Regions from separate parts of the Mus musculus genome. Here all the other regions are linked to region 2. Evidence: chromatin contacts called from public ChIA-PET, HiChIP or PLAC-seq, Micro-C and promoter capture Hi-C data. All regions are on one chromosome and are shown on one strand. The core of a region is the stretch at or near the end of the contact, and the rest is flanking DNA. Distances in the headings are between cores, read along the strand shown.

Region 1 (3,748 bases), core at 191-2,690, 900 kb after region 2:
CAAAGGGATAGGAGTCCATCATCTCTGTGGCAGGAGCATGGCCACTGTGGCCCTGGAGCAGCAGCTGAGAGCTCATATCCAGATCCACAAACAGGAAGGAGCAGGGAGTGCAGTGGGGGTAGCAGGAGGAATTTGAAGCATCAAAGCCACCCTGTGATACACCTTCTCCAATAAGACCATACTTCCAAATCCTTCCCAACAGTTCCAGCAAGCAGATGGGCCTCTGGGTGGAGAGGAAGATGGGGAGAATCTGGGAGGGGGAAAAACATGATCGAAATGCATTGTATGAAAGAAATGTTATAACATTACTTTTGTACATACATCTCTGATTTTTTATTTGTTGGTTTATTTTTATATATGAGTACCTATCTCTGTGAGTGTATGCGACAGTGCGTGTGTAGGTACCGTCAGGTCAGGAGAGGACAGTGGCATTGCTGGAGCTGGAGTGGTTGAGAGATGCCTGACATAGGTTCTGGCAATCACACTCAGGTCCTCTGAAAGAGTAGCAAGTACTCATTACTGCTGAGCCATCAATCTAACTCACATTTTAGAATTTTAAGCAAAAGCTTTTGGTATATTTACTCAGTTTTCAATATATTTTTCTTTATTTGAGGTAATTATATCTTGTTCTGAAGTTTTGGTATTAAAACAACTTTTTATTAGTGTTTTCATTGTGATGTCTTTTCTCATGACGTGTGTGTGTGTGTGTGTGTGTGTGTATATATATATATATATATATACACACATTCATTGTATACTTCTATCTTCATTTATAATTTCATGTAGGTTTCATAGTTGATTGTATGTTTCAAGTTTATTCAGTCAACTACTTGTGTTAAGATCACTCATGTTTAATACAATTTTCAATATAGATTCATTAAATATATAGATTTCTCCTACTTACAAAGATTTTGCTTAGGACTTCTCTACTTCATAAAAAAAGGGCAGTGCGTATACAGTAGAAATTATACTTCAAATTTTGAAAGTTCATGGTACAGTATAACACTTTCACAAGACTGAGTGCCGACAGCTACTAGCCAGCCTAAAGGCCTGTACTGGTAACAACTAGTTTCCTAGAGTGTACTCAGTTGTTAAACTATGTGTTTGCTGGGCTAGGTGAATTAAATACATTCTCAATTTATTATTCCCAGGCTACTAGAAGTGTGCTCTGATGTGCCTTATCAGTCAAGAAGCATCCGTATGACAGAAGTGGCTGTTCTTTTAATATGTGTTCCTTCTGTTCTCGGGGCCTCTTCTGCCTTCTTTTAGTTATTTCCATTTTCTCTCCTCCCCTGTTTTGGTGGTGGTTGTTTTATCTGGTTTGGTTTAGTAGTTTCTAAAAGTTCCTTTTAGCATTTGCCCTAGTGCAAGGGTCAGCCATCTACATCCTTTGACCAAATCTGGCTATCTTAGTTTCATTTCCTGTTGTTTTGATGAAACACCTTGACTTGTGGAGGAAGGGTGTATTGCCTCACAATCCAGGTGACAGTCCATCATTGTGGGAGAGTCAAGGCAGTAGAAACTTGCAGCGTCTGGCTACGTTACCACCGCAGTCAAGACAGAAAGCAGTGAGTTAACACTGCCTGCAGTGCCCAGCTCATTTTCTCCACCATTACTCAACCCAGGATGCCCTGCCCAGGGAATGCTTCCACACACTGTGTGTGCTCTGGCCTTGCCACCTCAGTTTAATCAAGATAACCCCCCATAACCAGCTAATCTAGATAGTCCCTTATTGAGACTCCTTTCCCGGGTGAATGTAGATTTTATCTAGTTAACAATTAAAATCTAACCATCACACTGGCCCGCCACCTACTTCTCTAGTTCTGTTGAAACACAGCATTACATTCATTTACATAAGGTCTGTAGCAGAGGTTAGTACAGCAGATACCATATGGCCCTCTAGACCTGAAATATTATCTGGTATTTTACAGACATCTGAATTTTTTTTTAAATTTTAGTTGAGATACTACAAACATTTTTAAGTTAGCCTAGAATATCTTGTGTATAATGCAGTGTGTACGTCAGAACTTTGTATTTCTATCCTTTTTATCTGTGCTATTATTGTCGCATATTTTGTTTCTACATACTTTCAGTTCTCATTATTCACATAGTAAGGCTGCACAAAGTTACTACAAACAACGAATTAGCAGATGCAGTCCTGATGTGCTAGGGGAAGTGTAGGGTAGGTTTCTATATGCTTTTCTTCACAATGCTTTTGTCAGCCAGGAAATAACATTATTTTATGTATGTTTCTGCCTAAAGTTACTTTATTTAACATCTACTGTGAATTGTTAATTCTTCTCAAAGCCTAGAATGCCTACCTGAATAATACAGATTTAACTCAGCCAGTCTTCAGAACCTCTAGTCTAATGCAAATCAATACACTCAGACAGGTAAATGATAATAGGAAATGCTTTGAAATACTTAAATTGTGTATTTTTATATGAGGTTGACATCTCATTTCCTATTCCCCAGAGAAGGGATGCTTTTTATATTTGTGTAATTCAAAACTTCAACAACAGTTATTTCTAGGTTAATAAGATAGTTGAATCTAGATGGAAAATAAAAGCTAGTGACTGCTTTCTGTTTGGCAGTCTATAAAGAGCTAGATAGAATGATGCTGTTGTTAGTTGCTTAGATTTCCATTATCTACTATTCACTGCTTCAGTTGGATGAATCTTTGTGCTGCTCTTACTGTGTTAGTCACAGTGCTAGATCCTGTGTAGACTCCCAAAATGGAAGGCTTTTTCCCTCCCCCAATCATGTTACATAAAAGATGAGCAAATGTCAGATTAAGGATCACTGTCTTGTGGAGAATTAGGAGAGCCTGTTTTAACCTTCGTTTTTGTGCTGTCCCACCATCCTCTGCAGTCCTCTACCTGGAGAAATAGACCTCAGGTGTGGGGAATGCCATGCTATTGTTCTCCAGTGGCTTGTAGCGTGGGTAAAGCAAAATGCTGTTAACATCTTTGGCAGTCAGCAAGTAAGCAGAAACGAGTCATTTAAACACACACACAAACTCTTCTTTCTCTTTCGTGGTCAAATAAATAAATTTTTGTGACTGTGATTCCTAGTAGCACTATAAATTTTATGTAAGCTTGCCCAGTTACTCAAGAAGTTCATGGTGACCTCTTCTCCCCCTCACTCCTAGCAGTTAGCTAGACAAACATCTGTGGTTACTAGCAAGGAAGCAGGTGACAGAAATATGTGATTGCTTCTGTAAGCCATTATTACTTAGAAAATACAGTGATGACTCCCAAGGCATATGTGTGGTCAGCATTCCTAAGCTTCAGACACATACTGGCTCATTGATTAGGACTTTGTGCTCATAGCCCCACTACTTGGACCATCTTCCCTTTTCTTAAGTACTGGCAGCCTAGATACCCTGCATTTTAATGTTCATTGCTGATTGCAATTGCTCTTAAGCTTGGATGTACCTGTCATATGTCTTTAAGCTCTATGAAGTCAGACATTATCTAGCCACAATAAACAAATATCCAAATATTTCTTAGTTGACTAAAGGAAGAAACTCCTGAAAAAACAGCATGATGTTCTGTTTCAAAGCATAGGTTTTTGGTCAAATTGAGGTTCATCTCTACCACTTATGAGTTATGTGGCCTTGGTTTCTTATGTGAAGAGTGAGATTGAAAATATTAACTCATTTATGTATGCATATATACATGTATATGTATCTTAGATGTTTATAAAATCCTTTGCCCTTTACCTAACATACAATAGTTACCTAGTA
Region 2 (3,712 bases), core at 764-3,263:
GTGGAATCAAAGAATGAAGGAACCAGTGATGGACTGGAGAACGAGGCAGAGAAACAGAAAGAAAAATGGCAGACTTCACATTGTAAAAGCCTTTGTCAACTACAGTTTGGCCTTTACCCTGAGCAGAGCAACCCTATGATCCTATTTGTATGTTAAAAAAAACAAAACAAAACAAAACTCAAACCTTCGGCTGGGTGAAGAGTCTACAGGAGAAGGGAAATACTTTGTTACAGGGGAGTGGGGGAGATAGGAGGTTGAATGAAGATACAGGCTAGGGTGGTGCTGGAGAGGAAGTGAGTTAGGGAGAGATCCAGCAGTCACAATGACAATAGAAGATTTGTTGGGTGGAAAGAGGAGAAAGAAGTCTGGAATGTGTCTCTTTGGTTTGAATAGAAGAGAGGTAACTATAATGAAGGTGGCTTTTTAAACTTGGATTTGACCGTGGGTCAGTGTTCATTCTGTGACGACCTGAGTTAGGTTTCTCTATATTCACTGGATCCAGGAGGTGTGGCTCTATCTGGGGTGCTGTAGCAGAGCTGATGAGATGCCAGTGTCTGCGAGTAGAACCCCCTCTGAAGACCAGTTGGCCAGCAGCACAGCTTTGGGAATGACTAACTTTCCCAGGATATCTGATAGGGTGTGCTCAGTGTCATGTAACCACTGACAATAAATGGGATTTTGGTCTTTGAAGGCAAAAATCCTCATCTTGACATCTTCTTTCATGCCCAAGCACCTGCACACCGCGGAGTGTACAATCTCCAATAGTTATCACAGAGAGAGATTATGAAAGAAAATCTAAGGTCAGGCGTGGGGGTCCATGCCTTTAATCCCAGCGCTCAAGAGGCAGGGGTAGGCAAGCTCTGTGAATTTGAGGCCAGCCTTGTCTGTAAAATGGGTTCCAGGATAGCCAAGGCTTATACAGAGGTTTATACAGAGAAACTATGTCTTGAAAAACCACCACCACCAAACAAAAAGAGAAGAAAAAAGAAAAGAAAAGAAAAGAAAAGAAAAGAAAAGGAAAGGAAAGAAAAGAAAAGCAAGCAAGCAAGCACACCTACTATCAAGCAAGTCCCTTACTAGGTTGCTCAGGAAACATGGGAGCAGCACACAGAGTTAGTGCAGAAGGAACTCACAATCTGTGTCTCCAAAGATAGAGAACAGGTGACTTAATCCCCAGACAGTTCAACCAAAGCCCATCTGGAATGATGCCCTCCAAAGTTTGATGACACTAACGGTTTTTTTCTAGAGGTTTTGTGGAATTAAAGGTTGCAAAGTATAGGCTTAAGAGGTTGGGGTAAGACAATCATTTGGACACCTGGGCTCCCACTTTTTCAAGAGAAAAGGATTTTCTCCTGCAGCCATGGTTGTGGTACAAATTCATGAGACTAAGAACTGTGTTCCACAGCTGCCTCCACAGGTTGACGTATCTGTTATAAAGTTTCTCGAACTTTCTACATGATGCCAGTGGATCCCCAGAAGAAGGTTCATCACAGTTAGGAGAGGATGTATTAGAATTCCTTCTCTGATCAGAGCGGTATTTTTTTGGGTTTCAGATATGCATAGTTGAGAGGGTAAAGTAGCCTCAGAAGGCGATGGGGAGCCAATGCAAACAAATTGTAGGATAGTGGTGGAAAGAGAAAACCTTTCTGTGTAGGGCCAAGATATCAGGAGAAGCCAGGCACTGGCTTCGCAGGGAAGAGGGCTGGGGGTAAGAAAGCTAGGAGGGAAAGGATGCGAATGTAACCTCACGTGCAGAGTCAACGTTAGAGATGCGAAGAGAATTGGGAAAGGAGGGACTGGAGATGCCTTCTCCGCCCTGCGGCAAGGGGGTGTGGCCCCGAGAGCGGGAAGGTAGGGACGGGATGGCGCCGGCCGCAGTGGGGGTTCCCCAACTCTTCCTTAGAAGTCTGAGAGCTGCGGAGCTCCGCGGCAGGTTGGCCCGGGCGGAGGAGGAGCGAGGGCGCTGATGGGCGTGGCTGGGCGTGTCTGGGCCGCGCAAGTCAGAGGGCGGCGCTAGGACCCGCAGGCCGCCCCGCCGGCTCCCGGGAGGTTGATAAAGCGGCGGCGGCGTTTGACGTCAGTGGGGAGTTAATTTTAAATCGGTACAAGATGGCGGAGGGGGACGAGGCAGCGCGAAGGCAGCAGCCGCAGCAGGGGCTGAGGCGCCGGCGACAGACCAGCGACTCGAGCGTCGGAGTTAACCACGTCTCGTCTACGACCTCCCTAGGTACGGGCCGGAGGGGCCGAGGCCACGGGGGGCCGGGAGTCGGGGAGGCTGCGGCCGTTCGGGCTGGCGGGCACCGGTCGCCCGCTGGGGTCGAAGACCGCGGCTGGCTGGGCTCGGCTCGGCTCTGGCCGCCGCGGCCGCCCGTTCGCTCGCACGCTCGTTCGCTCGCTCGCAGGGCCTAGCGGCAGCCGCGCCCCACGCTCCGCCGCGCGGCCTGAGAGGGCGGCCCGCGGGCCTCGGCTCTCCCAGCTGCCGGGGGAACGGGCAGCCCGGCCCCCTGCCCGCCGCCGCCGCGTGGCCGCCGCGGTGTCCGCCCCGACCCAAGGGGGCGGCCTTGAGCCGGGGCCACGGGGCCGGGACGCGCGGAGGTCGGCGGGCGGTACGGGATCGGTCACCCGGCGGGCACTCACTGCCCTGGGTGCCTGACGCGGGCCGGGAAGGGAGGGACGAGCGGGACGCGCTGGGCCCCGCGGTGGCGGTGGACGCGGGAACCGCTGGCACCTGGCTGCCAGGTCGCAGAGCTCTCTCCACACACACACCACACACACTCACACACCCTTCCTTCCCGATGGGAGCCGCAGTCCGCAGGCCAGGGCTGGGGCCCGGGCTCAGCTTCAGCTTCACCAGCTCTTGGCTCCGCCGAACCCATTCGCACGAGTTGTGCGTGGATTGGCCAGGGTTGCAAGTGTTGGCTCCGGTTGTCAGACTGGGGTTAGGAGCCCTGGGGCTGCGAGTCATTCGCTTCAGGCTGAGAGTGTCTGGTTTGAAGTCACCTGATCCCGTCGTTCCTGGGTTTTGCTGAATGTGAGCTCCTACTGTATGTGTGTGTACATGGCGCCCCTACCCCGTCGAAGACGCAGTTGCGTTGGCAGCGCGGTGTTGTGTGTTGCTCTCACTCACAGCACCCCTATTTTTAGGAGTGTAGCATTTGATCTTTCACCGTGGTGCGAATTGAACGCACGAAGTCCTTATTGAGAGTTGCGATGGTTAAAGGCGGAAAAGTTTTTCAAAGGCTTAGAAATCGTAAGGGCTTAGGGTTAGATACCTGAGGTCAAGATAAGCGTAGAGTAAACACACCGGGTATGAGATCGCTTTTGTATTTCCTTTTCCACAATCTGATAAAGGCTTTACTGGATAAAATTTAAAACATTTTGATTAAATATTTACCACAGACACTTTATAGAAAACTTTAATTTACATTTCACCATTTATGGTAGCTCTTGGACATATGTCAGAGGTGAGGATAACTTAGAATTTTCGAACGAGAAAAAGAAATGAGGTTTGTTAACCTGTCAACTACAAACTCTTGTCAGAACTGTTTACAGTGGTAGCCCTCTGCCCTTGGAAATACTTCCAGAGAGGCTTTTTAAAAACCTTAGGTGGCTGATTTGTTTTGGAATCCGTGTGTGTGTGTGTGTGTGTGTGTGTGTGTGAGAACAGTTTGAGATGTAGTGTCAACATACTTGATGTATGCAATAGGAAAAG
Region 3 (3,669 bases), core at 913-3,412, 800 kb after region 2:
AGGGAGGTCAGCAGCTAAGCCTTGGTATCTTCATATAGCTCATCTATTTAAGTGTTTTATTAAAGGTCTGTATGTCCAAGCTGTGTCACCTTTGGGCAGCGGCTGGAGAAACCAGAGCCTTCTTCAGTCTTGGTTAAGTCCAATTTGGAGCACACTGCACTGCTGAAGGAAAGGTAAGAATGTAGAATAAAAAAATCCAAAAGCTGAAGTCAAAAATTGTGGTGTTGATGATCTCTAAGGCCAGTTTTCAGCTTCGACAAAGTCAGATTCAATCCCTGACTAATGATATCAACTCAGCTCTGCCCCTGCCATGGTCTGACAATGACCTTGATGGATGACCCAGGTTACTCTACATCAGCTTGATAATATTTATGAACATCTGAGGGATGCTATCAAAATAGGTGTTTTTGAAGTTAAGAGACAAAATACTGAATGAACTAGGAATTTGAACAGAACTTCTGGACTAAAACTCTCATAGTCAACAAATCTTTCCCTCCTGAGCTGACTGACCTCAGTCTTCAGCTTTCTAGTCTACCAGACTAGAAATGGTGTCTGGACAATGTCTCCTCCATCACTGTTGACTTCTGGTGGCAGGGAAGTTCACCTTTCTGGGTACACTCTTCAGAGTCCTACATTTTTAAACCTCTAAAATTAGAATGTTGAAAACTAGTCAACTTTCCTTATTGATGATGTCATGAGATGATGCATAGAGATAGAAAAATTCCTTCTTGTGCAAATTGTCCTATATAGTCAAATACCTTCATGTTCCAACACATACAGAAAGGGGGGAGAGGAAGAGAGGGAGAAAGAAAAGGAAGAGAGAGGGGGGGAGAGAGAGAGAGAAAGAGAGAGAGAGGGAGAGAGAGAGAGAGAGAGAGAGAGAGAGAGAGAGAGAGAGAGATTCCCTACCCAAGTGCTTCTTTCTCAAGATGAAAACACTCTGGAAGCTTTTTCTGATGCTTTTATAACCAACCTAAAAGTAGCTCTGTCATATATCGATAAATTCAAGTCCTTAAAATTCAATCATAGCATTGACAGAGAATGCTCTAATTTCTATGTATTTAGAAAAGGAGAATAATAACAACAACATCATAAGTAAGCCTATCAAAAAGGATGACAACAAGTTGCTTTCATTAGCATCCTTAAAAGAGTTCGTTAGATGCTTAACTACCTTTGTTTTATATAATTAGTCTCACTAAAAAGAAATAAAACTGAGATTCTTCTCGGTGAGTTTAATACCATTAGTCCTTCTATCAGTAGAAGATGAAGATGAGTTACATACCTAATGCATGCATCTATCATTGTTCTACACTTCTTGTCTCTAGCAAGATCATCTAGTTTGGGAGATAGATGTGAGATAGATTTTTAACAAGGAAAGGAGCCCAAATGCTCCTGCAGGCATCATAGGAACAGCAGTAAAATCGATGGCTGGGAGTCAGCTCCCTCAGTCGCCATCTCTACATCGATTGGTCCAGTAACATAAATCACAACATGTCAGTCTTGCTTAGCCAAACCCACAACTATTAAATCCATGCGTGCCAAGGACCTTTTGTGCCAGCAGTGTTAAGTGGGTGAGAGGCAGAAGCATTTCCTGGGTTACTTATAAGTGATGTTGTTCATATTTTATCAGTTTTAAATTTTACTTTTGCTACTTGCATAGTGTTTGTAACGTTGAGGTTTTTTTGGGGGGGGAAGGGGCTAGGTTTTGCTTTAAGCTACTTTGCTTTCTCTTCTTGGCAAGTATGTGATCTTAATATTGATTCTCAAATAGTCTAAACTCTCCACTGGCAAATTTGTATATATCAGGAAGTTGGGCCATGTTCCATGTGTTGCCTTTGAAATATGAGCACAATCCAGTGACTTCACATTGCGTGAGCATGCCAACCAAATTGAGGCTGAGGGATTCAGCCACGACAGGCAGTCCTTTCATCCAGCCTGTTTCAAAACTGTCACAAATTATTGCTGTTAGATGTATTGCCAGAATTCTAGAGCAAGTTTTCATGGGTAAGAGGATTTGAGGAGTATCTGCTACCACCCTTCTACACAATTAGCTAACCAACATCTCTCCTCCCTGTGACAGTGACTTTATACCATGGCTTCTGCTTCATGCAGCAGAACAATCATTTTACTTTCTGAAGGCTGAAAGATAAACCGTGGGTGTCAGAGCAGTAAAGCTTAAGACGGAAATAAGTTAAACCACTTCAAAACTACTCTTAGAGTTTCAGGCTATATAGACAGTAACCCCGAAACTGAGAGAAACCTCAATTTTCTTACCTTCATCTTTGAAACCTCACATAGACAGGCAGCCTGAGTGTGAAGAATACCCATGCCTTTGTGGATAGAAAATGCATGTAACAGCCCACATCACCTTGGCTTTAAGTTACTGAATGGTTTCCCTCATTTTCCCTTGATTCCCGTGATCTCTGTACCTTCATTCCCCAGGTTTAGATCGTCCAAAGGGACTCAGATGTTCTCTTCATCAGAGCAGAATATAACCAATTCTCATATTAAAGGATGAAAGAATCAAGAACCCTGTCCATAGCCCCTTTAAGTAAATGAATTTCCAGTTGGTTTGGTGGGGCAAATGATCAGCTTTTCACATGATTTCTGCTGGAGCACCGTGATCAATGCGTTTCTTTGATGCCTGAAAGAAGCTTCACAAAATACACTGTTTAAGGAGCTGGAGCCCAGGCTGCAAACATGGTCTGCTTTGTTCTTCTGGCAACTGGTTTCTGTCTAAAACATTTCTCCACTGTAAGGATCTGTCTTTTCTCCACCAGCAACAGCCCTCAAGCTACAATAACAGGCTCGTGGTTTTTTTTTTTTTAGATACCAAAGTTATGAATACACTTTTATGGATATTTTCCTTTGAACTCACTTCTCTTGAAGCAGAAAAATAGCCATATATATAACACTCGTAGGCAAAACATACAAATTGTTCCGCTAAGGGTTGTAAAATGTTCCGAAATGCACATTTTAAAATTCCAAACCCAGGATAGTGTGTATGTAGCACTTCCGTGACAGCTGTGTTTCTCAAAAAGTAACGTTTCTGACTGGCATGGATGACACAAAACATATCCCTGCCCCAAGTGTCTCTCTTTATGACCTCATGATTGCTCCTCTTAGATTCACATAGACTCTTGGTGAAGTAAAACAGTTCAAAGCAAGGAAGCAAGCCTTCGCTGCGTTAAGCTGCTTAAGTGTTTGCTCTCCCGTATCCCATTTCAACATATCCTCCAACCCCCTCTAAAATAATTCCATGAATGCCAACTCAACAGATTATAGTAGATCTCCTATTAATTTCACTCTGCCTTAAAAGGAGCTTAATCACTTCAGTTTATAATTCTGCACACAGCAATGCCAGCTATCATTCAGATTCCTGGTGAGACTTATTTTCCTGCTGCCTGTTATTGCTTAAACCACGAACCATCAACGCAACGATTTATTTTCTGATGTTAAAAAAAAATGTTATCTTCCACAAACTCCTTTTAACTATTTTTCTGTCATATTTCTTTTTTAAAAAATTAATCTGGAAAACTCTGCTTCCTTTAATCCTGCTTTGTGGCTTAGATTTCCCAGTCCTGGAGCCACTAGAGTTGATATCAGTTTGTGCTCAGGCTGATGCAAAAATAGCCTTAGGTGTGGCAGGGAAATAAATCTGCAGAGATG
Region 4 (3,441 bases), core at 366-2,865, 980 kb after region 2:
TGTTAGAGAGAAACTTTTTAGCTGACCTAGGAATTATAATACAGTCTAATAATAGGAACAGCATTGGAAGGCCCTTTTGGAGACTGCCCTGCAAGAGGAAGGTACTTTTGTTAAGTTGCACCACAGTTCATGCCTTTCCTAGACGGATATGAAACCAGACGGTAGCAAACCAGTCTTGGCTCTAAGGCAGTCTCAGTGTTGGAACACTTCAATGCACCATCCCCAAAGCAGCGTGCGTTCCTAAGCCTTCAGACCACTTCCCAGTCCCCAGATCCTGATTCAGCAAGACTAGGGTGGCAGGCACCCCAGTAATCCCCCCCCCCCCCGTGAAGTCACTCCAGGTTTTATACAAAGCCCTGGCCCATGGGGGAGAAGTTGACTGGTGGTGACCCAGTCCATGGCAAAGCTTCGAGTAACTGAAGTCTTCCCCCCTGTACGCAGAGACAAACCGAGAACGGGAGCATGCAAGCTATTAGCATGAGTAGTAGGCTCAGTTTCCAACAGTCAAAAGAAGGTGTCTTTGAAGAACCGTTATCCAGTAAATAAGGTTTTGTCTTGCTAAATATGCAAAAGGTAGCTCAGGCTTTATAACTAACTCCCTATAACCCCAAACTACTAAGCTTTTGATCTAATATTCTGATATTTTCCCACTGCTCAATGCTGAGACAGGCTGTTCTTTAATGTTCAGGATCAGCCAGTCCTTTCCCCTGCTTTTACGTCCCTTTCATGGTATCTAAGCATGAAAATAATTAAACACTATCAGGATTCGCCTTGGACTCTGTTACCATGTGTCCCTCCTCCAACGTTCGTTTTTCACTTTAGTAATGGGAATTACTCAGGGACCAGAAAAAAAAAAAACTGTATTATTCTCATTTTTAAAACGAAGCAAATAAAAAACTGGGGAGGAGGCAGAAGGGACAGCTGTGTTCCTCGATTTCCCAGTACTCTGCTAAATCACTGACGGTCCCGCTCAGTTCTAAGTTCTCAAGGGCGGTTTTAAGGTTTCAGGGCGAGGACAGGGCACACCTGCCTGCATCCTGTTCCACAACTTACGGGATCTGAGCGAAATCTTTTTTGATTGGAAGAGAGTGATGCTAAGATATCAAACAGTCCAAATAATGATATTAATAAAACACTTAATTTCTTAAAAACTGATGGACGTGCCACATTCCAAAGCCCTGCGCTTCGGGACTTGTCTACTTAATAATAAAGCACGTTTGTCACCAGAGACACACTGTCCAGACAAGATGGCTCAGGGAGACCAAAGACCACGGAGCCTTGTTGCACAGGAGCGCCTGGGGCTGCAGCGCAGGAGAAGCAACCCTGCGTGTGCTCCAGTGTAGGCCCGAGGGAGGAAAGGCGGCGCTGCGACCGGGGGCTGCTGCCCTGCAAGGATCCAACAGCGAGCACCCAGCCTTACCCGGGGTCCTGGTCCCAGCATGCGTCGCGGCTCGGCGACCCGGAAACGCTCGCGCTCCTGCGCCTGCGGGGCGGGCTCGCTCGAGTGTTCCCCACACCCAAGAATGTCACAGACCCCACGCGCCACACATTGGGGAACAGAGGACAAGAAACACTGCCCGGTCCTTACCTGAGGCCTCCGCAACCCGACTGCGCAAGCGCACGGTCTTAGCGCCACGCCCCCAGCTTTAGCCACGCCCCACAGAGGAACCTGACCTAACTAGCTGTGGGAAGCTGGTATCGTTTAGGCAAGGTTATCCTGCCCGCGGTCACACCCAAGTAAAAGAATTCACATTTGAACCCAGGACACCATCTCCAAACTCTGCACATGGATCGTCTCTCCCACTCTAAACCCAAAATGTATCAGAACGGGAACAACCCATCGCCAGAGAGTGGCCAGAAAAGTGGGACCCTAAATTGGGATTTGCCCTTTAGCCAGGTTCCTAGACAATTCCTTTACACATTAAAGGTGAGAAGCGCTGTGCCTAGGTGCTGCCCAATAGTCAAGAAGAGGGCTGACCTAAGGGAAGGAAAGATAGGAGATGGGGCATAGGAATGCCTAAAGAGGGACCACGTGCATGACAAAGCCTGGAATGTCAGACTATATCCACTTTTATTAAAATGCAGTCTGTCCTCAGAGATCCACAGCCAGGGCTGCACGGAGAAACCCTGTCTCAAACAAGCAAACACAGGAAGCTATGAATGCTGCCCAACAAAACGTTCAAGGTAAACATAATGGAAATTGGGGGAGGGGGAGTGGCTTGGCTTGGCTTAGCTTAGCTTGGCTTGGCTTGACTTGGCTCACTGGTACAGCTAACTGTGCAACACTTATGGATCTTGCATCTTCGATTCCCTGTTCCTGTTGGTTCCGACTGTTGATTCGAACATCTGGACATGTCACTGCTGTTGCTAACCTGACTCTACAGAACTGTATCCATGAGGTGTTTGCCAGTGGATCCAACTACCGCTGCCTGCTAACCTGTGAACTGAACTGATTTCCAGACAACACAGAAGGGAGTTGCTCCAAAGAACCTTTCTAAACAGTTCCACTTCCCCCCCCCCCCCCGTATCCTTTCTTTCCCACTACCTCTGGTGAGTGGTGGGTTACAAGGAAGGTTAAAGTGTTTAAAAACCATCATTAAAAATGGAATTTGAGGGCTGGAGAGATGGCTCAGTGGTTAAGAGCACCGACTGCTCTTCTGAAGGTCCTGAGTTCAAATCCCAGCAACCACATGGTGGCTCAAAACCATAATGAGATCTGACGCCCTCTTCTGGTGCATCTGAAGACAGCTACAGTGTACTTACATATAATAATAAATATTTTTTTTTAAATGGGATTTGGAAAAATTAAAGTTACACCAGGGAGTACAAGTGTCAAAAAGATTATAAGGATTCAACAAGGTGCAAGGTGTGGCCTTGTTGAAGGAAGTGTGTCACTGGGGGTGTGATTTGAGGTTTCAAAAGTCCACACCAGACCCAGTCTTTCTCTTTGCCTATGGATCAGACTGTAGAGCTCTCAGCGACTTCTCCAGCTCCACCAAGTAGACAGTAAATTACCTCTGAAACTGTAGGTCAGCTCTCAATTAAGTCCTTTTTCTTTATGAATTGCCTTGGTTGTGGTGTCTCTTAAGAGCAATAACGCAATGACAAAGACATGGCTCAACTAGCCATTTTTATTAGTGGTCTTTTTGACAAATGCAATGTCATCCAAAAATGATGTATTTAGTGTCCTTAGAAGACACAACTAAATCAAGGAACTTATATGGCGCAATAAAATATATGTTAAGCCCATTTTCTTTGTCCACCATCAATATATCTCCTTTGGTTGATACCCCATTAATGGCAGGTAAAAGAGAGAAACACATTTGTAAAACCAATAGAAGAGGATGCAAAAGCCACCCTGTGCTTACATGTAATGGAGTATCATTATACAGCACATCAAGAACATGTATGCACAAAAGCATGACAAATGTATGTTATGAA
Region 5 (3,413 bases), core at 148-2,647, 960 kb after region 2:
GGAATGCTTACAGTGAAGTAAGTATTTACCAAGAAAGTTCTCTCTTCTGAAGTAACCAAGATAAGGACAGAGTCTTTACCTAAATTTTACATAGTAGTAGTCATTTTGCAAAACTCACCAAACAGCAATTACTCAAGTAGAAGGGCTGCAGACAAGATCATCTCTCTACTCCTTGCCCTCTCCCACTCTTCCATACCAATGCAAAGTCTCACTTTCTTCTCATTTTAGTTCTCCCTGGCATCCATTCAGTCTATTCAAACAGTGTCTTCACTGACTTCTCTCTCCAAAGACTCCCAACCCAAAACTAAATCCAGTGCTTTTTTTTTTTTTTAAATAAGACAACAATTACGTTTCTTACAAGGCTTAATTATCTGGGGAGAAGACTTTGTCTTAACTTCATATCCCAAGTTTTACCATAATGCTTAACCTTCAAGAAAGACTCAAAGCTTTCTTTTAGCCAGGCAGGTGAAGACCACCTAGAATCCCAGCACTCAGGAGGGTAAATAAGAAGATGCTGCAAGTTCAAGGTCAACCTCATACATACAGCGTTTCCCTTATACAAACAGCAGAAATCCACAACCCCGGTTAGAAAATCAGCATTCCTTTAACTCAGGAAAATTAAATTACATTCTGTCACCTAAACTCCGCAGGAATTTGTCATGACCTCTTTTTTGGCACTGCCCTTTAACGCAAATGACAGATAAGACTATATTCCAAGGACTTCGGCGGTGGCTCAACACCTGATGGCTCTAGAGGCCTTCGGGCTCCTCTGTGTACACACACTGGGTGGTTCACGCTCCCCCTACGTTTACCTTGGCTGGGTTAGTCAAAACCTCCTTCATGTACTCGGCCACAGTGATGGGACCTGTAGACTTTATTTTGTACATAAGATGCCGCAGCATCGGTGTCACCTGGTTGCTTTCTGCCGGCTCATTCCCGGAGCTGTAGCATTTCCCTCTCCAAATACAGGGAAGGCCTGAAAAGCACGATTAAGCACCGCCCGCATTAGATATCTCCATTTCATTTACACGCGCAGCAAGCAGCCTAAAGCTTGTAAGGATGCCTCGTTCATCACTAACTTCGCCCCAACGTCAGGACCCGATGGAGGCAAGGCATGCACCGAACCCATGACTACAAGCCCCTCCACACAGCTAAGCCTCTCTGTGGACCAGCTTCCTGCTCCAGCCCCAGGTGAGCAACGGAGGGACCAAGGAGCCGCGCCATACGGTTTCCATGGAAACAGGATCCTGCAAGGGGACTCTCACCCGCGCGGGCCACGCAGCGTCTCACCAAAGCATTCATTCCTACACCCCGAGGCCAGGCTCCGCCCCGGAGGCGGGGTTTAAACGGTATTTCCTGAATCGCCCTCGCAATAGGAAGTGCGTCACCGTAAAGCGGAAGTAAGCTCCGGGCTGCACTCGCGTGTCCAGCCCGCCATGTCGGCCGACCAGGAACCTGTGGCGTTCCTTGCCAAGCAGCCCTGGCGTCCCAAACAGGTGACAGAAGATCCGGATGAGGAAGACGAGGAGGATGGCGATGAGGGCAAGAATGGCTTCTCCCTGGAGGAGGTGTTACGCCTCGGAGGCACAAAGGTAAGGGCCGCAGGCTCTGGGGAAGGGGATGCTCACGGCTGCCGGGAAGGTGGGACCCGCAGCCCAGCCTCCGACCTGCTCTGAGAGCTTCCCACGCATTTACTGTTACCGCGCTTCAGTGGGAAAAAAAACAGTTCGGCTTGCATGTTTTCTCCTGGGTTTATGCCTCGTTAAAATGTAGGCGATCGGATTCTAACCACGTGGGCAAATGTTTTGAACACGACCGTATGTGTAATCTACATCTGCTAGGTTAAAAGGTTGGATTGAAGTCGCTAAAAGAACCTGCCAGTTTACATTAGCCTTTTATGAAAGTGCCTCTTCCTCCCTACACTACCTCATAAAGTACTTTCTATTATTGGAAGGAGTGTTGTATGTTTGTTGGTACACTCGTGTGGAAGTCAGAGGACAACTTTGGAATCGATTCTCTCTTTTATGTGACTTCCGAGGATCGGACCTAAATCACCAGGCTCCTTGGCATAGACTTGACCCACTGAGCCATCCCCTGCCCACTCAGATAAACCTTTAACCTTGCTCACCTGATGCATTACGAGTGCCTAGATCATTGCGATTTTCACTGGATTTTGTGACTGTCAGCTTGAGAATCTTTTCATATCTTGAAGAAGGTTCTTCAAAAGCCTTTTCCCTATTGTGTACCTATCTTTGGCACATTTTCCTGTTGGATATCTGTGAGTTTGCCAGATAATAGTGTAATAATTCATATGTGATGGTTTTTAAAAATGAAGTTCTTACTGAATTTCTGGGTTTGTAATACGGCCTTTTTTTTTTTTTTTTAATGTGTTTCTACAGCAAGATTACCTTATGCTGGCTACTTTGGATGAAAATGAGGAAGTGGTGGATGGGGGCAAAAAGGGAACCATTGACGACCTTCAACAAGGTGAACTGGAGTCATTTATTCAGAATCTGAATTTGGCCAAATACTCAAAGTCTTTGATTGAAGAAGATGAACCAGAGAAAAAGGAAAACACCAGCAAAAAAGAAGCAAAACTACTGAAGGTGGAGAATAAAAAACAAAAAGCAACAGAAGGAAAAAAGACATCGGAAAAGAAGGTGAAAAATAAGACTGTACCAGAACAGCGTCCTGAGAGCTGTCCCGTCTCCAAAGCAAAGAAAGATAAACAACCCGATGTGTTTGAATTTCTAGAGAGACAAACAATGTTACTCAGGCCTGGAGGCAAGTGGTACGACATGGAGTACAGCGGTGAGTATTCCTTGGAGCTGCAGCCTCCAGATGTCGTGTCCAAGTACAAAGCCCTGGCCCAGAAGCTGTATGAGCACGAAGTCAGCTTATTCAAGAGTAAGACAAACAATCAAAAGGGAGGCTCTTCCACCTGGATGAAGGCCATCGTGTCATCAGGGACACTAGCTGACAGGATGGCGGCCATGATCCTTCTAATCCAGGATGATGCTGTCCACACTCTGCAGTTTGTAGAAACCCTGATGAGCCTTGTGAAAAAGAAGGGCAGCAAGCAGCAGTGCCTCATGGCGTTGGACACGTTCAAGGAGTTGCTCATCACAGACCTTCTGCCAGACAGTCGGAAGCTCCGGGTTTTCAGCCAGCATCCTTTCCACAAACTGGAAGAGTTGTCCAGTGGCAACAAGGACTCGAGAGATAGAAGACTGATACTGTGGTATTATGAACACCAATTGAAACACTTGGTAGCAGAATTCGTCCAGGTCCTCGAGACTTTAAGTCATGATTCCTTGGTAACCACTAAAACGCGGGCCCTGGTAGCTGCCCATGAGCTGCTCTGTGATAAACCCGAGGAGGAAAAGGCTCTTCTTGTGCAGGTGATAAATAAG
Region 6 (3,373 bases), core at 647-3,146, 840 kb after region 2:
AGGTTGTAACGTCCTGTTTGGTTAACATCCCTAGGAGGCCTGCTCTTTTCTGAGGAGAGGTGGAGGAGAGAGTGAATCCAGAAGGAAAGAGGGGAGCAGAGGGAGGGGAAATTGCAGTAGGGATTAATATATGAGAGACGAATCAATAAAAAGGAAATTTTCTCTTAAAGAAAAAGAATCACAGGATGTTCTCCCACCTAGAAACAACCCTGGCTGCTACACCTGCCCACAGACAGACCCCGAGTGGAGCTCAGCCCCTGACAATATTTCTCATCCATTAAAATACGTTTTAAAGACACATTTGGCCTTGTGCGACACTCTGGTTTTAAAGTCCCTTCTCGGTGCTTGACCTCCCAGGTACCCCAAAGCAGTGCAGGAGAGGATTCTACTCAACGGCTTGAGAAGTACTTCCCAGCCTCTGGGGGAAGCCGTTTGACTCATTCTGGAGAGACTGAAGTTGTACGGTGTTGACTTCCCACACCCACTCCAGACTCCCCGTGTAAATGGGGATCTGTTGTGAGTCCTGAAAAGAAGTTGGCTATGCTTGAGCTCACCTGAAGTGGGCCATTCATACACTAGTGCATGAAACTAGCTGGGAATGAGCATGTTGGACGTGCAGAAACGCTAAAAGCACTTAAAGTACTTGTTTAGTAATGTCGCGCGCAAGGTTCTATCCCTAGACTGATGCTTTTCCTAGTTTCTTTAAAGACATGCCATTTTATTCCCAAACCGTCATCGTTTGCACAGCTCGTAGCAATTTCATGATTTCAAAACTGTTGCACAAGAAAAGGAAGTAATTGTGAATCTATTTTCTTCACACAAAGCGACTTGGCAAATCATTTTTATTCTGAATTCCTTAAATGAGATTTCCACAACTGAATTCATTTATCTGAAAACAGCGTGCGTCTCTTTTAAATATTTAACAATATGCTGGCGCTGAGTCCACCAGGAAACTCAATCCCCATGTAGCATCCTTGAATGCTGTAGTTGGGCATCCATGGGGACACCCCTAGACGCGCGGTCTAGGCATCCAGGAGCAAGCGCGGGGAGCGCGGAGCTCGCGGGTCGCGATTGGGCAGTGGCGCCCCCATGTCCCTGTTCTTGCACAGCCAGCGAGACATACTTCCTGTGCCTATCAGCAGCACCACCACCCCCCATCAGAGCGCAGCCAAAGGGAGGCGGGTGACATCACTCAGCCCCCAGGCGACACTAGCGCAGCCCCGAGACCAGCCCTGGCGCCCAGACTTGGGAGAGAGAGCACTGGTTCCCAGGAGTTGGGTGAGGACTTGGTGCCTGAGCAGGGGGACAGCATCCCTGACCCGCCTCCCGCTAGTCCAAGAGAAGGTGGCCGAGTCCCAGGTCCTGGCACCCTCCAACGCCACTCAAGTTCAGAACGCAGCAGTGGCCCCTCACCTTCTCCTGCGTCCAGGCAGCGGAGACCAGACTCAGATTCCCAGCTGTCAGAGACAGGACGGTCGCCTGCAGTAGCAGCAGGTGGAGAGTGCCCACGACGAGCTTGTCTTCGCTGCCTGCCATCTCTGCAAGAGTGTGTGGGCGTGGATTCCCGGGGCCGCCAGCGGTCACGAGCCCGGGAACGCGCGCCGGTCGCCCTGCCTTCTCCCTTCTCCACCCCTGGATTGATTGTGTCTGCCTCCCAGTCGCCTCCTGTGGCCTCCCGCTGTGCAGCGCAAGCACAAACCAGCAGTCCTCTCCCAGAAGCCTGGAAGCCAGGGGACTGAGCTTCCCTGGGTGACAGGAGCTTTGGAATCCAAGGGACAAAGAAAACACTTCCTTATTTTAGAAAGGATGGAGGGAAAAAAGGAAGGGAGGGAGGGAGGGAGAGAGAGGGAGGAAAGAAGGAAGGAAGGAAGGAAGGAAGGAAGGAAGGAAGGAAGGAAGGAAGGAAGGAAGGAAGGAAGGAAGGAAGGAAGGAAGGAAGGACAAGGAAAAGCCTTCCTGTAGTCCATAGATACGAAAAGAGTTTACCAGGCCCTGGGGGCTATAAGTGGTTTTCTGCACCTATTCACCATGACACTCAGACAAAATCAATATTTGTGCAATGCTCTGTACAAGGCACCGTCCCAGGTTCTAGGTGGTCTGAGACCTAGAGGAAGGGGGCGCTGGACTGGAAGGTTCTGGGAAAAGTGTTCGCTCTAGAACAGTGGTTCTCAGCCTCCCTAATGCTCAGACCCTTTAATACAATTCCTCATGTTGTGGTGATCCTCAACCATACAATTATTTTCGTTGCTACTTCATAATTGCAGTTTTTACTACTGCTATGAATTGTAATGTGACTATCTGATATGCAGGCTATCTATCTGATCTGTGACCCCTGCGAGAGGGTTGTTAGATCCGCAGGTTGAGAACCGCCACTCTAGAAGCTACCATTTTTATCTTGTGTCCCTTTTCTCGAAAATAGTTATCTTTCCTTTAAGAGACAGCCCACTGTATGCCCAAACTGACAGGTAAGGTTGAAATAATTACTGAAATATGTGAGATTTAAAATATTACAGTTGTCCCAAAAGTAATTATTTCTTATGACTGTCTCTAAAAGGAAAAGCCCAAGTAAAATTTTAGGGAGTCCTCTTCTTCCACCAGCCTTTTCACTGGGCAGTCAACCAACCACAAATCAAAAGCAACGGGGTTTGTATCAGTGCTGTACACGAACATCCACACCCACACACCATATTCTTTAAAGAATGTAATACTTATTGCATGTCATCAAACATTATAAGCAAATTAGGAATGATTTAAAGTCTATGGGAAGATGTTCATTTTATATGTAAATTTATGGCATTTCTATATAAGGGATACAGTGCATGTCCTTGGATTATGATATGGAGAGGGTAATACTAAAAACCATCTCCTGCAGGCAACCCTAGGGGCTAGGTTTTTTGGTTTTTGGAGTTTTGTGGGGTTTTTTTTTGCATCATAAATCATTATTATCTAGATAATCCCATCTTACAAATAAAAACAAGCAAATAAGCTGACTAGATCTGGGTCTCATGTAAAGCACATGTGTATAGTCCTCAGGACTGCAGGAGAAGTGGGGGGTGGGGGGCAATCAGAGCTGACAGGGTAGTTCAGTGGTAGGGTACTTTAAACCTCGGTTTCAATTCTCAGCACTGCAGAAAAGAAAAACCGGGGAAAGGGTATATTTAGTTCATAGGTTTCTGGCCTAAATTGTGAAAGTGGTTTCTTCTTCCACAGTGAGGATATGAGTTTCTTCTGCCCCAAGTCAGCTCCCAGCTACACGGAATTCCTAGAAAAATCAGAACAAAGACAAAGACACACAGAATTATTTTCTAAAGACCAAAGTTAAGGGTTTTGAAATCTTTCAGAAACACAAACACACACACACACACACACACAC
Region 7 (3,641 bases), core at 458-2,957, 830 kb after region 2:
AGAGCAGATACCTTCAAGGAATGGAGTTTCTTGTCTAAGGCACGGGCAAGTTCCAACATCATTGCACATGGCACAGCTGAATCCGTGGCTCCCACAAACACTCTGCTGTCCCATCGAGGAAAATATTTGGAGTCGTAGTGGCAGGCGAGGACCAGGTGTCGTTTCGCTTCCGGGTTAAGAGTGCTGATGATATTTGAGAAGGACCGATAGCCATAGGGAGTCCTACTCAGGAAGGTGTCAACTTCCACGACCCACTCAGCCTGAAGTCTCTGAATTCGTTGCATGATGTGCTGAGCAAAAAACAAATAAACAAACAAACAAACAAAAAATGGTTTTCATTGGTTAGCTGTGTCTCTACATCTCGAATGTGATGCCTTCTTTTGCTGCTGTTGGAACAACATTCAGGCCAGGCTGGACTGAAAAATGGCGGCATGATCAGGCCCCAGGCTAGCACAGAATTTATGGTAATCCTCCTTCCTCCTCATTCCAAGCACTAGGATTAACGGCAGACATGCCTTGCATGTTTACTGATAGTAATAACGTTACTACTAGTTGTTATTTTTAGTTAGTAGCAGCTTCTCGTTGAAAGGAGAGACTAGTCTCCCCCAGTCCTAACCTTTCGCCTACTTATTCATCCCGTTCAGTTGTCAATATTTACCAACACTAGCAACCTGATGGGGATCTTTCTACAGACTTCTCTTTGATTGTGCAAACCTCACCAGCATACAAGCGCGTATATTTGAAAGAGGAGTGTGTTCTTTTGCAGGGAAAGCAGCCTACTTTACTTAACAATCTGTCATGGGCACATCTACAGCTCAGGGAGCAAGTTCAGCTCAGCGCCCCTAAAGACTACTTCTAACATTTGTAACAAGCCGGGGTGCTCTCTTTGAGAAAGTAAGCATAGCAGATCTGTAAACCTCCACTCCAAGCTTTCGAAGAATCACAAATGGCAGCTGTGGGCGTATGTGCACGTGTGCCAAGTGCACAGAATGCTCTCCAAGCCCTGAAATGCTTCCAGAGTAGTAGGGGAAACATATGAGCACCCACCTACTGAGGGCTGTAGGGAAAGTCCCCATAGCAACGGATAGATGGGTATACGGTCAGACCCTACCCACAGTAAGAATCAATAAGCAACTCTCATCCCAGCTTTCATTTTGTATCCAAGGTAGGTCCAGATCTGAAGCTCAGAGAAATCTCTCAGCACTGCCTCATGGACACATTGGACCTTCTAGGCAGCATGGGGACAGTAGCAGGAATCGGGAAGAAAGGCCCACCATGACAGAGACTGACAGTGTCTTCCTTAGGGATGTAAAATGTGTGACCTGAGAAGTTTGGAATGAGCTTGACACTGTCTCACTCTGCTCTTTTTTTCCTGTCCTTATTTTTCCTTGGACTTGTTCCTCACTCCATTTCTTTGTTTCCCTCCAGTGTTGTTTCCATCTTTGTAAGGTGCCTTATTAAAACACATTCCTAAACCTCAGATCACAAATGAGCCATTAGAATCACTGACAGTTTGTCCCACCATTAACATCTAGACAGGAGGGACCTTGAGATAAATGAGCAAATAACTCACAATAGCTGGAAACAAATGGGAGGGTTTTGTTCCTCCCAAAGAAATACAGGATTTTCTATTCTGGCCAAGTCTTGTGTGGCCTACAGCCTGCTGATGTAACATGACACACAGGCCCAGAGAGCTTTGCACAAATTCCAGCAGGAGGCTTCCAAGGAGAGGGGAAACTTACACAGAGTGGGTGGAGGCTCTGCGGCACACCATCGACCCTGAGAAAGCCAAATAGACAGATCCCTTTGTTGTGTGTGGCTGGTAGACTTTAACCCAGACAGCGCTCTGCATCCCTTACCTTGCTTTACAGCTGCTACTCTACAGACATGCTCTTTTTCTATTCATCAAAAGAAACGCTTAGAGCCTTTCCACAACCAGCTCCCTTATTTTGTTATTCCCCACAAGTCCTATACTGTGCTTTTGTTCACAGTGTTCTACCGCAGGGAACTTGAATTGACTGTAGCAGAAAATGGGAGTTAATGTGATGAGGATACATAAAATCACATGACACAGATCGTTCATTGTTTCACTATCGAGGGAGATCGCTGTGCATCTACGACGAGGTTTTCTAAAGAAGATAAAAAAATGAGTTATCCCTAGACTTTGTTTAACTCCAGCACATCTGGAGTCCAGATGATAAACTGCTCCATAAAATGGCTTCTTACCACCGATGGTAGCCAGGGAGATGCACTGAGATTTTAAAGGATCTGTTGAAGGTTATCTGCTAGCATTGTGCAGAAGTTTCACCCAGAACCTCATTCCTCAACTCAATTCCCCCACCCTGGGCAATGACTCCTAACATTCCTATGTATACTGACTTCCACGAAAGATATCACCAAGAGCCCCAAACAGCTGTCTCTGAAGTAACCTTTTTGTATACAAAATAAATATTTTCATTTATCTTAGTAACCAGGATGAAATTAGGACACCAGTACTCAGTGGTGTCTTGAGCTTTCAGATTTATTTAGGCTCCATGTCTCCACCAGAAGGCTCTGAAGGAGATTTCCCAAACCACTGCTTTTTATCACAATATTCCTAAAGTCTAAGCAGCAGTTCACGCTTGACTCCGAGGGATCAAAGGTTGGGCCTCCAGGCGTGATGAGGGGTCAGGCTAGAGAGACTACCATTTGGCATTCTGATTCTGGGTGAGGCAGTAGAGGAAGCTATTCTGGGGTAACGTTAGTACTTGGTCCTAGGTGTGATGGGGTTATGCGTAAATTCTAATTTTGGGTATCTGAGAAATGGTGCTGTCAGCCGCAGATCAGGATTGCTCTGGGGAAGTAGACTCTCCAGTGTGTGCAACTAAATCTGCAAATGCACTGTTGTGAGGGTCCTGGCCCTGCCACTTTTTCCAGTTAACTCTTTTCTAGACTATCTCTACACAAGGCTCTGGGGATCCAAGCTGACCATACTCCACACAGGGTTCTCCATTGGTAACTGTACACCAACAATAACAATACCTACATACCTTTCACAGAAATTCAGTTTTGACTTTCCACACTCTGTGCATCCCTGATTTCTCTAGCTTGTCTCTCCTAGAAAAGGATCTTGACTGTCCCTCATGAAAATTTGCCATCCTTGTGACTCAGTTTACTTTCTATGTCTACACTGGAAATCACTGAAATGCCCACAAGTGAATGCCTTCAATATATTTTTTTAATAAATAAGTTATTTCTTTAGATCAAAATTTAAATTCAATAGTCACTTTGGGCTTTGTTGCTCAAGGGTCATAAGTGTAAATTTTAAGACACATCTGTCCAAAAATACTTTCTCTCCAAAAGCACTCATAGAGATATGCATCTACCCTGTGACTGCAAAGTCAACCTACAACTTGACTTTGGATCAAGTCCTCAGGATTCCAGAGCCAAAAGTCTTCTTAAGTCATGACTGCGTGTCTCTGTGAACTACAGAGTACCTGACCTAGTTCCCAAGAGGCCTAAGGGGAACAATTTTTGTTATTGGGGCTGCTTAAATTTGGCTCTGAATGAAAGGCTGTGATCCTACTTGAGTTTTACATCGATGTAAAACCCTGAGTATGGTCCCCTCATAATAATTGTCTCTTTTTCATTTTCAAATGAAG

Evidence for each region. Promoter capture Hi-C pulls out the DNA fragments that hold promoters and counts their contacts. Hi-C and Micro-C count contacts between places; a contact is called where the count stands out from the background. ChIA-PET counts read pairs in DNA pulled down with a chosen protein or histone mark. HiChIP or PLAC-seq counts read pairs in DNA pulled down with a chosen protein or histone mark. Capture Hi-C pulls out chosen DNA fragments and counts their contacts.
Region 1: a promoter capture Hi-C map of liver shows a contact between it and region 2, with 4 times the contacts expected there. The contact joins the enhancer-like site here to the promoter of Atl2 in region 2. A contact is called at or near these places in 12 of 39 promoter capture datasets (the 3T3-L1 cell line, the HPC-7 cell line, HPC-7-derived erythroid cells and 7 more), 6 of 115 datasets of contacts at active chromatin or transcription factors (the NIH/3T3 cell line, bone marrow-derived macrophages, embryonic stem cells and 3 more) and 4 of 9 other capture datasets (adipose tissue, embryonic stem cells, liver and 1 more).
Region 3: an RNA polymerase II ChIA-PET map of memory CD8 T cells shows a contact between it and region 2, with 7 read pairs. The contact joins the enhancer-like site here to the promoter of Atl2 in region 2. A contact is called at or near these places in 7 of 39 promoter capture datasets (the 3T3-L1 cell line, the HPC-7 cell line, embryonic stem cells and 4 more) and 1 of 115 datasets of contacts at active chromatin or transcription factors (memory CD8 T cells).
Region 4: an H3K27ac HiChIP or PLAC-seq map of embryonic stem cells shows a contact between it and region 2, with 5 times the contacts expected there. The contact joins the promoter of Cebpzos here to the promoter of Atl2 in region 2. A contact is called at or near these places in 4 of 39 promoter capture datasets (embryonic stem cells, hematopoietic stem and progenitor cells, hippocampal neurons and 1 more), 1 of 484 Hi-C or Micro-C datasets (CD4 T cells), 6 of 115 datasets of contacts at active chromatin or transcription factors (astrocytes, embryonic stem cells, large pre-B cells and 2 more) and 4 of 9 other capture datasets (adipose tissue, embryonic stem cells, liver and 1 more).
Region 5: a promoter capture Hi-C map of liver shows a contact between it and region 2, with 4 times the contacts expected there. The contact joins the promoter of Cebpz here to the promoter of Atl2 in region 2. A contact is called at or near these places in 15 of 39 promoter capture datasets (the C10 cell line, the HPC-7 cell line, HPC-7-derived erythroid cells and 10 more), 3 of 484 Hi-C or Micro-C datasets (B cells, CD4 T cells and bone marrow-derived macrophages), 8 of 115 datasets of contacts at active chromatin or transcription factors (the 230-238 cell line, astrocytes, bone marrow-derived macrophages and 4 more) and 2 of 9 other capture datasets (adipose tissue and liver).
Region 6: a Micro-C map of embryonic stem cells shows a contact between it and region 2, with 4 times the contacts expected there. The contact joins the promoter of Qpct here to the promoter of Atl2 in region 2. A contact is called at or near these places in 1 of 39 promoter capture datasets (stem cell-derived epiblast-like cells), 1 of 484 Hi-C or Micro-C datasets (embryonic stem cells), 3 of 115 datasets of contacts at active chromatin or transcription factors (all in embryonic stem cells) and 2 of 9 other capture datasets (embryonic stem cells and macrophages).
Region 7: a contact with region 2 is called in a promoter capture Hi-C map of liver, with 2.5 times the contacts expected there. The contact joins the enhancer-like site here to the promoter of Atl2 in region 2. A contact is called at or near these places in 3 of 39 promoter capture datasets (hippocampal neurons and liver), 3 of 115 datasets of contacts at active chromatin or transcription factors (all in embryonic stem cells) and 2 of 9 other capture datasets (embryonic stem cells and macrophages).

Annotation. Positions count from the first base shown.
Region 1 is chr17:78,997,768-79,001,515 of GRCm38.p6, reverse strand. All of the region lies in intron 2 of Prkd3 (protein kinase D3), which reads left to right. It overlaps Gm41622 (a long non-coding RNA gene), which reads right to left. Exons shown (of 6, transcript XR_003952325.1): 6 at 1-250. Among named protein-coding and RNA genes, the nearest start is that of Gm41622, 16 kb to the right of the region's middle. Within about 2 kb of position 1,440, at least 18 of the 459 cell types and tissues checked have an H3K27ac peak or open chromatin away from gene starts, as enhancers often do. A contact at or near this core is called in liver, where this site is marked.
Region 2 is chr17:79,894,424-79,898,135 of GRCm38.p6, reverse strand. Atl2 (atlastin GTPase 2) reads left to right here and starts at 2,013. Exons shown (of 13, transcript NM_019717.3): 1 at 2,013-2,227. The coding sequence starts at 2,110. It overlaps Gm41625 (a long non-coding RNA gene), which reads left to right. Exons shown (of 4, transcript XR_876985.3): 4 at 1-47.
Region 3 is chr17:79,091,979-79,095,647 of GRCm38.p6, reverse strand. No RefSeq gene overlaps it. Among named protein-coding and RNA genes, the nearest start is that of Qpct, 42 kb to the right of the region's middle. Within about 2 kb of position 2,162, at least 29 of the 459 cell types and tissues checked have an H3K27ac peak or open chromatin away from gene starts, as enhancers often do. A contact at or near this core is called in memory CD8 T cells, where this site is marked.
Region 4 is chr17:78,914,673-78,918,113 of GRCm38.p6, reverse strand. Cebpzos (CCAAT/enhancer binding protein (C/EBP), zeta, opposite strand) reads right to left here and starts at 1,615. Exons shown (of 5, transcript NM_001177403.1): 1 at 1,421-1,615.
Region 5 is chr17:78,935,054-78,938,466 of GRCm38.p6, reverse strand. It overlaps Cebpz (CCAAT/enhancer binding protein zeta), which reads left to right and starts at 1,397. Exons shown (of 16, transcript NM_001024806.2): 1 at 1,397-1,592; 2 at 2,400-3,413. The coding sequence starts at 1,437. It overlaps Ndufaf7 (NADH:ubiquinone oxidoreductase complex assembly factor 7), which reads right to left and starts at 1,332. Exons shown (of 10, transcript NM_028611.3): 1 at 1,266-1,332; 2 at 813-976. The coding sequence starts at 1,302.
Region 6 is chr17:79,050,429-79,053,801 of GRCm38.p6, reverse strand. It overlaps Qpct (glutaminyl-peptide cyclotransferase (glutaminyl cyclase)), which reads right to left and starts at 1,896. Exons shown (of 7, transcript NM_027455.3): 1 at 1,414-1,896. The coding sequence starts at 1,536.
Region 7 is chr17:79,067,322-79,070,962 of GRCm38.p6, reverse strand. Qpct (glutaminyl-peptide cyclotransferase (glutaminyl cyclase)) reads right to left here. Exons shown (of 7, transcript NM_027455.3): 3 at 12-290. Among named protein-coding and RNA genes, the nearest start is that of Qpct, 17 kb to the right of the region's middle. Within about 2 kb of position 1,707, at least 78 of the 459 cell types and tissues checked have an H3K27ac peak or open chromatin away from gene starts, as enhancers often do. A contact at or near this core is called in liver, where this site is marked.